Regions from separate parts of the Gossypium hirsutum genome. Here region 1 is linked to region 2. Evidence: chromatin contacts called from public Hi-C data. All regions are on one chromosome and are shown on one strand. Each heading gives the region's core, a stretch centred on a gene start, on an enhancer-like site or on the middle of the called end of the contact. The rest is flanking DNA. Distances are from core to core; before and after follow the strand shown. Region 1 holds the start of LOC107945258 (nicotinamide adenine dinucleotide transporter 1, chloroplastic). Region 2 holds the start of LOC107945268 (actin-related protein 2/3 complex subunit 2A).

Region 1 (5,548 bases), core at 341-2,840, 290 kb after region 2:
ATTGAGTTTTTTTTAGTATGTAATACTTATTTAGGTTAAGTATATATTATTTTGTATATTATATATATATTCTTTTTCTTTTGATCTTATACTTCTGCAATATTTACTTTAAAATTTAGTTATATAATCCTATTTCATATAGCCTTTTCTTTTACTCTATTCTTGAATTTCTTTTTAAAAAACTCTCGTGTATATTATATATATATATATATTATTTGTTTTAAATTTATTTTTCGCCTACGATTTATCGATGATCATTTCCATTCTTTCATGCTATTTATTTCTTAAGTTATTTCTAAATTTGTATGTTTTATTTATGTTTACGTAAATTTGTTTGGTTTTAATTAGTTTTCTCTTACTTGCTAATGTTGGTATTTGTATGGTATATGGTTGAGATAATTGTTGCTATGATTGTTTGAATTTATCTATTGTTTATTTATTATCCCTTAGTGTATGTTTTATGTACAAATTATCCTATTGCGTTATACACTACCATTCAATCGCAATACATTTGTTTTAAAGATTATGTGTCATTAAAGCATTAAAATCATTTTATTCCGTAAACTTTCAAAATACTTGGTGTTCACGATTTTCGAGAGAATGGCGCACTAACTTACTGGGCTTCAATTCTTTTCGTTAAATTTAGATAGCTGAGTATCCCTTTTTAATAAAATCGTACAGATTTTAAATAAAAGAATTCTCTTTTTGGATTTCAAAATGTTGGATCCTAATTTACTGGATATGATATTTTGCTACATTGAGTTAAGGATTTCTAAAAAATAAAGGCAATATTCGGTATTTAGGAATTTTGAAAAATTGAACCTTAACTTACTGGGTTTTGACTTTTTATTTGACCCAAATAACTGAATAACCTTTTAAAATTTAAATGCATGACTTTTAAAAATCAAAAGACAAACTTAATTTCGAGGATTAGAAGTGCTGCACTCTAACTCACTGGATGCAACATTTTACTTCTTTGAAATAAGAGGGTCTTATCATCCTGGTCAACTTATTCAAATTTTCTTTAAAAAAGGATTGTATTTTAAAATCTTTACAAATTTTTGACACAAACATTAAATAATCAATTTGGTACCAATTTTGGGCATTACGAGGGTGCTAACCCTTCTTCATGCGTAACCGACTCCCGAACTTGTTTTCTCAAATTTCGTAGACCAAAATCATTATTTTAGTAAATCAAAATGTTTAATTAAAATCTTAAGGTGACCCGATCACACCTTGAAAAAAGATTGGTGGCGACTCCATTTTCGTTTCTTAAAGTCGATTCCCGTTTTTAAATAAAAGTGGTTTCTAACACAAAGAATAAAATTAAATTTTTGTTTGAAATAAATTATTTCCTTTTCTTATCCAAATAAGAAATATTAAAACTCATTTCGTTTCCTTACCTTTATTCTAAATAAAAATTAAGTATATTTTTCTTTCTTTAATCTTTTTTTCTCTTTTAATAATATTTATCTGAACATGAGTTAATGTTAATTAGATTAAATATCAACTAAGGTGTCAGTTTAGAGAATGAATTTAAATCTGTAAATAAAAATTGATATATAGATAAATAGAAGTGATTCTATAATCAATCCAATGTAGAAAAACATTGGTTAATGCGGGACCCCAAACAGGCAATCACCCCCAACCTTGTAAGATTACTATCATACTCGATTTTCGAAATCACTGGCCATCTCCATGAGACCCTTAGCACAAAAACTACATACACATAGATGGAGCGAGGGCGTAGAGAGTAGAGCTGCAGCAGCCGCCAATGCGACTTCTCTTTTACCATTTAGATTAATTTTTAATAATTTAATCACCAAAATTGATTTTAATGAAGCCGGTGAAAAACATAGGCAATGCATCTCATGGCAGACCCAATTAGCTACAGCAAACGAAATGCGATTTCTCTGCAACTTGTTTTATTTTTACTAAACACACCCAATTTCAAAGAAATTGTGACACCCCAAAACTTTCTTCCACTTTTCCATTAAATTTCATTCCTTCTTATAACAAAAGCAAAAGTCATCTATTCAACTTCAATTCCACCAAAGACCCGCTTCAAGAATTAGTAAAAGTAAAAGTTCCCGTCTCGCTCTTTACTTACCCCTTCAAACAAGCTAAAACCCAGAAAATTTTCGTACGTATAGAGGGTTTCAGGCAGATGCTATATATACAGATCTTTGATGAGTGTTTGCCTTGGATGTTTTTAAGTTGTTTGTAAGATTCTTTTAAGGTTTTTGAAGATGGGCAGTGAGGGAGGTGGCCAATCGTCTCATCCTCTAAGAATAACCGTCCGAGAACTTATCTGCCATGCGTGTTCTGGTGCCACTGCAGGTAAAGCCTTTTACTTTGCTGCTTTCTTTGATTTATTCTTTTAGGGTTTTCTGTTATCAGTTCTTGCGAAAGAATTAGAAACATCGTGGAACTTTATTATTATTATTGGTGAAATGAGGGTTTGTATGTTGATTCTTTGATTATGAATGTCAGCAAACTCAGTTGAAACTATGAGTGCCACTTTTAATTTTATTGAATTTTCGATTTATTAATGATCTTTGTTGGAAATTTTAAGGTGCAATTGCGGCCACCTTTGTGTGCCCTTTAGATGTAATCAAAACAAGGCTACAAGTACATGGACTCCCTACAGCTTCTAAAACTGGTGTTAGAGGTATTGTAGATCCTGAGCTTTTGAAACTGAATTTTACTTTTGGGTGCATGGTTTAGCAGAAGGACTAGGATTGAAATTGTTGGAATTTTTTTCGTCAAGTATTTTCATAGGAGATCTTTGGAATGCAAAAATCTTGCTTTGTTAGGATACTCCACACCTATTATTTTGCATACATTGTGCTTTCTAGGCTATGGATCTTTTTCTATTAATGTCTGTCTACTCTGATAGATTCTGGTAATCTGAAGTGATGACCAGATTGAATGAAAATTGTTGATAAATATAGTTTTAATAGATTTGTAACATTCTGAAGTTTGATTTTACGTATTATGTGAAATTGTTTATGCCTGTGTTAATGATGGACGGTGTTTATTGCTATCATTGATGATGGGCAACTCTTCTTCCTGCCTTTTTTCTTGTCTATACTCAGACAGTGTTATTATTACAAGTCTACAACATATAATAAAAACTGAAGGTTTGAAGGGGTTGTATCGTGGACTTTCACCAACAATAATTGCTCTTCTTCCAAACTGGGCGGTAAGTAACCTTTTCATTCCTAAAGCAATTAATTGGAAGCTACTTATTGGATTGTTGGGTTTTTTTTTTTTTTTTTTCGTTATTGGTTTATGACTAAAATTTCTAGTTTCCCTTTGACCTTTTGATGTGCTAATGATCTATGTCAGATGGACTGATGATAGAGTGTTGGTTGTTTATGGTTTTGGAAATTTTTTAAATTAATTTTTAGAACCAAGTGTCATACCTGTATGAATGGCGAAGTGTCCAAGAGGTGCCAGACATGGGTATGTTGGGATAAAAAATAAACTGAGGACTCCATGTCACAAACACACACACACACACACACGATTGACTGATAAATGCTACTGCCTGGCCATCTTTTTGTGTGATTCCTTAACGTGCCGGCCTGAAAGGCAAACTTTATCCTTTTCCTCTTTGATCTCCCACGTCTATTTGAAGCTAATGTTTGAGCCAATCTTTGTAACTAAATTTCTTAATATCCCATGAAAAAATGATTGTGTGAGATTTATAGCCAGTGTCTTTAACCTATCATTATATTTGAATAAGGAAAGTGGGTAATCTGCTACCATGTTCATAAACCATTAGCTTCTTGGAAAAATATTGATTCCAACTAGAAAGAAAAATACTTATTTGATGTAATTAGTCTTCGGAGAAGTAACTGAAACTCTCATTTCATATGCAGGTGTATTTTACAGTTTATGAGCAACTAAAAGGCCTACTCGCTTCACATGGTTGGTTCTTGTAATTTCATTAATAGTTCACGCTTGACATGTACTCTGCCAAATCCAGCTTCAGTTGTTTTAGTTTCTAGTAAAGTTATACATTGTGATTTTGCAGATAATAACAGTGCACAGCTCACAATTGGGGAAAATATGGTAGCTGCTGCTGGTGCTGGGGCTGCCACAGCCATCGTAACAAATCCATTATGGGTTGTAAAGACAAGACTCCAAGTATGTATATTATTATGTATGGTGCATGATGTTTCTTCTAAATTATATCAGTGGTTTGCATCGCATTTGATTTCTCTTTGCTTAAATCATGATAATTCACCTCTAAGTCGTAATTACAATTAGTTATATGACCTTGATGTTGACACATTCATACTCTTATAATTCAGATTTAAGTGGCTCTAGTTAGTACATAGCTTTGGTTATTGGTCTACATTCTTTTGTTACAACCAAATATGCTTCGATATGTTGTAGTCTTCTGTAGATACCCCAAACCAATGTAGTGACTAGGGTTTGGAGGATCAAACTCCTTACCAATGCTTTGACATAAGCATGGTCAAGCAGGCATTTTTTTGAACCATAAAAGTAATCCTTTTCCTGCAAGTGGATGAGAGTGATCAGTTGTTATGATTTCATATCGGAGAATTTAACTTTCTTTCAAGTTTCAATGTTGAATGAAGCCTACTCTGATTTATTTTGCAAGTACATAGATTGTATCTGCAATAAAACCAAACTAGTAATTTATTTTCTATGATTTATGAAAGAGTGAAGACCGATCTGTTTTTGGGGTTTCTTTGTGAGTTAGGGCAATGTTATTTCACCTTTGCTTATTATAGTCAGACATGATATACCATGTGATTATTTTAATATACCATTCACTTTATGGGACATGTAATGCATGTTGCTTTTGCTAGCCATCTTTACATAGTTGTAATTGAAGGATATAATGAGACGAACTGTGAGAATGTTGATTGCATTCAATCATATAGAGGTTTTTAATCCTCGTAAGGATTTTTGGGAAGTTCTGGTATAATTGTGATGGTGCCCTTTAATAGTGCATGTTGGAATAATACATAACATGCAGTAGGCCAATTTCAGTTGGCCTGGTAGTACCTTGGCCATTGGAATATACTGTAGTCATCGAGAGTTTGGAGATCCAATTAATTTTGACTGCTAATTAGTTTAATATCAATAATGTACTGACACCACATGGAAACCAAGTTTGCAAAAGGGTTTATTGTTTTATATTTTTACGGTCTTAGGGCTTCATAATTAAGCTTGGTTTCCTGTTTTTGCGTCAATCCTCTAATTATTACTTTCTAGGATATGACAACAATGTTACATTTGCTTGTTGGGCTTATGTGATATTCGTTGAAGTTCCCTCGGATGGTTTAAAAGTTACAAATTTCTGTGCAAACCTTCCTTCTTACCCAATCAAAGTTCATAAAGTGTAAAATGAGAAAGATACCACAAAAATTAGAAATGCTTGGTTTCAGAGTAATGTATATAAGTGCTGTTGGCAGATAATTAATCTGAATATCATATTTATTAGATATCATTGTGAATTTATAATTCTGGTTGTTTTGTATGCATTCATTGTTATTCTTTTTCATTT
Region 2 (5,293 bases), core at 837-3,336:
GCTACTATTGTGTTCTGGAAAAGGGGTGTGTGTACATATATATACTTATAGCTATGAGTTCTCACCTAGGAATCTTCTACCTTTCAACTACAGGTATAACAGTACTTACTAAAATCCAAGCTTAAAACCAAGAGAATTAAGCACAGAAAAATTAAGAAAATGTCTTATCAAATAATAAAGAACCTTAGACGCATTAATGTACTCCAAATACTAGTTCCTTAAGTCATTTTTAATCAAGGACAGGAATTTTCAACATGCTGATGCCAATACTTTGTCATATAACCGTGCAAGCTCATAATGACCTAAGAAAATGAACTTGTTGACCTTCATCTTGAGGAAGTTTGGACAAATTCAGTTTCAATGTCAGATTGAAGCCATCCCTTGGAGGATCAAGAATTTGCACGATTACACCATAAGCTGCTTTAATAGCTTCTATGGCTCCAAATGGAAGTCCACCAACGAAAACAGTTTCCAGAGGTGGGGTAGGTAATGATAATGAAAGCAGTAGAATATGGGGATTCTTCATTGACACCTGCATATCATTTGCAAATTACATGAGCATAATATAATTACAGTGGCTTTTGTACCTTAACTATAAGTTCAGAGAGCCCAGAGGAGCAAAACGAAATACATGAGTATGAATAATTCATAATACAATCACTCAATTTCTTTTACATAGGTGTAACAACGAAAAAGCTTCTAAATCACCTGAACATGGTAACGAACATCATCAAATTCAACCCAGTGATGGTCTAGTTCAATACACTTTTCAAGACTGCAAAAGCGACATGAGAGAAATCAGCAAGCTGAGAAAGAAAGTGTAAACAATAAGCAGAAAAGGTCCAGGTAGCCTGAAAATTATTCAGTTTTTACACCCAAAATAAATAAGAATGTTTGTACACTCAACACCAGGATGTATAATTGAAATACAAATATTAAAGCACAGCACATCATGGACAGCATGCTTGGCATAAAAGAGTAGGCATAGTTCCAACTTGGTCCACACCTTTAACATATTACTAAACCGTAAAACACAAAAAACCCTAGAGCTTAAACACATTTGAAAATTCTAACCGTATCCAATTGTTCTTGATGATCTATTGTTAGTCTAAAAGTTAACAATCCTGTATACTGATCTTGTCCACATATTACTCTAATTTAGATATTTATTACAGTTTTGAATGGGAGTTTGTATATTTCATGTTAATTACTATTAATAAATATAAACTTTAAAAAAAACACTAATTCTGGGAAAACTTAAGCGACAAAATTTTAAAGAGGGCTATATTTGATGATAGTATCGTCAGTGGAGATGATACATCTCTGGCATACCAAAGCGTAGGGTAGGAGGTCAGGTATTTAAAAGTAACAGAACTAGTTAAAAAAAATGAGACGAGCAACGCACTGCAAGCAACAATGGAAGATTGATTAGGAAAGGAACCATCAAACTCATAAGAGAAGGTTGTAAAGAATGAAAAATACATCTATGAATTAGAAATGTAGTTGGAATCCTTGACCTGACTCTGCTCGAATTCCCAACATGTCTTTCAAACATCAAATACATACAAGAACTGTAATTAAAGAAGTAAAATAAAAGAAATCAAATCAAATGATAAAAGCTTATACTTATCGGATTAAAAGAAAAGAAAACGAAGGAAAAAGTACTTCTGAATTCGATTCAGCAAAGTCTGGAGAAGGAAACGTGAATGGGACTGTAAAAGTATCATCGATTTCTTTCTCCGTCGATCGAAAAGGACAAACAAGACCAAAATCGAACTATCTCTCCGGCTCCTTCCTTTCGGTGCCAATTATCGTTTAGAGCCGGGATCTGTTGCTTCTATTGCAGTGTTTTTACTTTGGAATAGGCTTTTTCCGGACGGAGGATCAAATCACCCGTTAAATACTTCTCTTAAAAGAATAAGTTAGAAATAAATTAAAGCGATAATCACAGAATTGCTACTGAAATTTGGCAAACATTCTAATTTGGTACCTGAATTTTGGAAAAATTGATTTTGGTACTGAACTTTAACATTGTTTATCTATGTGGTAGTACCTTTGGCTGAAGATGTTAATTTTTTACTTTTCAGGAACCGAAACTCAATCGTGTAAGTTATGTAAAAATATTTTAATTGAACAAGGGCCTAAGATCAAAATATGCCTTTAATTTTTTTGATTTAATTAAAATAATAAAGTACCCCTTAAAATGTATTTTATAAATATTAAAGAAAATAAATTAAAAAATTTAACTTTTTGTTTTTTCTTGTCTTCCTTCTTCCGTGAAGAGAATTAGGCGTCGTTGCCATTATGCTACCGTCCAGCCAAAATTTTGACAGAAAGATTCGCCTCTTTCTCTTCTTTCTAGTTTTCCGGTTAGCTTTCTTGAACATCTTAGTTAAAATTTCACAATATTTAGAACTTTTAGAGCCCTGATCTGCAAATCTGGTCATTAAACCATCATGGAATTTTGACTGTGGCTTCCTCAAGAACCAGAAACTTGAAATGGGCTTTGGTTTTGATCTGCTTGGATTGATGGGTTTGATTTGTGATGTTAATTTTTTGGGCTTTGTGTTCTAATGGATTGGTGAGTTTGAGTGAATATGTTTAGTTGTCTCGGAATTGGAGGTTGTCAATTTGGTTTTGGTAATTGAGAATTGGCAATGTTGTTAGGGGATAGAAATGTTCTTAATTTAAAAAAAAAAAACTTTAAAATGACTATTTAAATTGATTTATTGCAAAAGGGTTGTTTACTTTTTTAAAAATTCATGAAATTAAGGTTTGAATTAGATGAAAAGAATGTGAATGATTAATTTGAAGAAAATTAAAAGAAGAATAAAGAAATCAATATGGTTTTTAAGTGGCAGAGAAACATATTTTCTGCTTTCTCCAAGACAATGAAGTTAATTTCAATTTTTTAAATTTATTTTAGTTAAAAATAATTAGTTTGAACATTAAAAACATAAAAAGGTGAAAATGAAAAGAAAACCTTCTTTTTAATTATTTATTCTTACGTCTATGGTATATTATTTAAAAATAAAATATGCGGCACCTTATGATTAGGTCACGTGTCCTGACAAATTTAAAATTGACTTTCTTTTTTAGGTTCAAGTACCACATTAAAAGATTTGTCAAAGTTTAAATACCAAATATGCCATTATCTCGAAATTAAATATTGAATATATCTAACATTGATGTTAAATAGCCATTAAACAAAACTACATTAACAAATTTATAAAAATTAAAATAAAAATCAAACATGAATTTAGTTAAGATGGTAAAGTTGTGATAAATGAAAGCTATAATAGTTTAGGTTTAAATCTCATGATTCTCATTATTAGTATGAATTTTTTTTAAAAAAAATTATTATAATGTAAAAGACATAAATGCCCTAAAAATATTGGTTCCTTTGTAAAAAGAACAAGCTTAACATAGTGTAACACCCCTAACCCATATCCGTCGCCAGAATAGGGTTACGGAGCATTATCGGAATAAACAAATCAAATACATACATTTCATATTATTTAACATTCATGTTAGATATTATTCATAAAGTCCCTTATATGAGCCCTCGAGGCCCAAAACATACATTAGAAATAAGTCGGGACTAAATTGAGTATTTAGAGAATTTTTCGCAAAATTTTAAAATTTTTCCAAGGTACAGGGTCACACGCCCCTGTAGCCAGGCCATGTGAGCACGCTCGTGTCTCAAGCCATGTGGATATTCGAAATAGGGCACACGGCCATATCCCAGCCCATGTGCATACCCGTGTAACTCTCTGACTTGGGTCACACGCCCGTGTTCTAGGCCGTGTGAACATGAAAATTTGCATTAAATAGGTGTAGGGGTCACACAGCCAAGCCGCACGCCCATGTGCCAGGCCATGTGATCAATTTTTAAGTATTCTGTTTTGAAATTTTTAAGATGCAGGGGACACACGGCCAAAACACACGCCCATGTGCTAGGCTATGTGTCACACACAGCTGAGATACACGTCCGTGTCTCTACCCGTGTAGATAAAATAAGGTCATTTCCTAGCTATATTTCTCACCCAAACTTGTCTTCCACCTACAATAACACTTAAATACATTCCCAAACCAATATAAAACATTTGAATTAAGCCAATATCAAGTATTAAACTTAACATTTTATCGCACAACCTTACCTTGTTGACTTATTTATTATATGCATATTCAATTTACATTTCATTTCTATTCATTCACTCATATATATATCTAGTTGATGAGGCCACATACACATACAAATATATAATTGTACTAACACAAGTCATTCCAATGGCTAATCACAACAAAACATTTACATGCCAACATTGACTAAGGTAACCTATACATGTCATTATAACCAAAGTTGATTTACTAAATATACCAAGATGAGTCGATAGACAGTGTGATGATATCTTCGCCAAGCTTCCAACCCAACGAGCTTTCGAATTACTATAGAAGAAAGGAAAATAAAACAAAATAATTTAATGCTTAGTAAGTTAGGATAATAGGAGAGTAACTTACCATTTAATTCACATTTAAAATAAGCAAATAAACATGCTCAACCAATTTGGCCAATTGCCTAAACGAGTTAGTCATGTAATTCACATAAATACCAAGAAATAATGAATAAGCTCATCAATATTCAATTTCTACATACAAGTATTCATCACTTCAAGTGTCCATGAATATGTACATATCATATCTTTGTATTTCAAGTATTTCTCATAATAACTCATCTTGAATTCATATCATCTCATATCGAAACTTTACCCGTTAAACCATTTAAAATATCGATGGATATAAGGGTAGTACACTTAAAGTGTAAAAAGCTGTAAACCGTAAATTCATATTCGAAAATGCTCATACGAGCACATAAACGGGAAGCTCTCTCTCGAGCCATATAACAGGAAGCTAATATGAGCTAAATAACGGGAAGCTTATTCGGGTTATATAACGAGAAGCTCATGAGAGCCATAATTAAGAAGCTCATGCGAGCCAATAACGGGTAGCTCTAAAGAGCCATTAATCAGGAAGCTCCGGATAGCCATATATCGGGAAGTTCAAGCAAGCTATATCAGGAAGTTCCGGAGAGCCATTAATCAGGAAGCTCACAAAGAGTCATATAACGGGACGCTTATAAAAGCTGTGGTGTGTCCACAACACATGCAGAATCACAACTGATCAGGATGCTTCGAAGAGCTATTAACAGAAAACTCGTAGGAACCATATAATGGGAAGCTCAAGAAGACTATATACCGGGATGCTCATGAGAGATAATTACGGGACGCTCTTT

The links. A called contact is a pair of places that touch in the nucleus more often than the background predicts.
Region 1: a contact with region 2 is called in a Hi-C map of leaf, with 1.8 times the contacts expected there. The contact joins the promoter of LOC107945258 here to the promoter of LOC107945268 in region 2. A contact is called at or near these places in 2 of 34 Hi-C or Micro-C datasets (both in leaf).

Annotation. Positions count from the first base shown.
Region 1 is chrD12:8,216,016-8,221,563 of Gossypium_hirsutum_v2.1, forward strand. LOC107945258 (nicotinamide adenine dinucleotide transporter 1, chloroplastic) reads left to right here and starts at 1,591. Exons shown (of 9, transcript XM_016879201.2): 1 at 1,591-2,340; 2 at 2,576-2,671; 3 at 3,099-3,205; 4 at 3,888-3,936; 5 at 4,043-4,155. The coding sequence starts at 2,250.
Region 2 is chrD12:7,929,883-7,935,175 of Gossypium_hirsutum_v2.1, forward strand. LOC107945268 (actin-related protein 2/3 complex subunit 2A) reads right to left here and starts at 2,087. Exons shown (of 10, transcript XM_016879219.2): 1 at 1,666-2,087; 2 at 709-775; 3 at 325-532. The coding sequence starts at 1,727.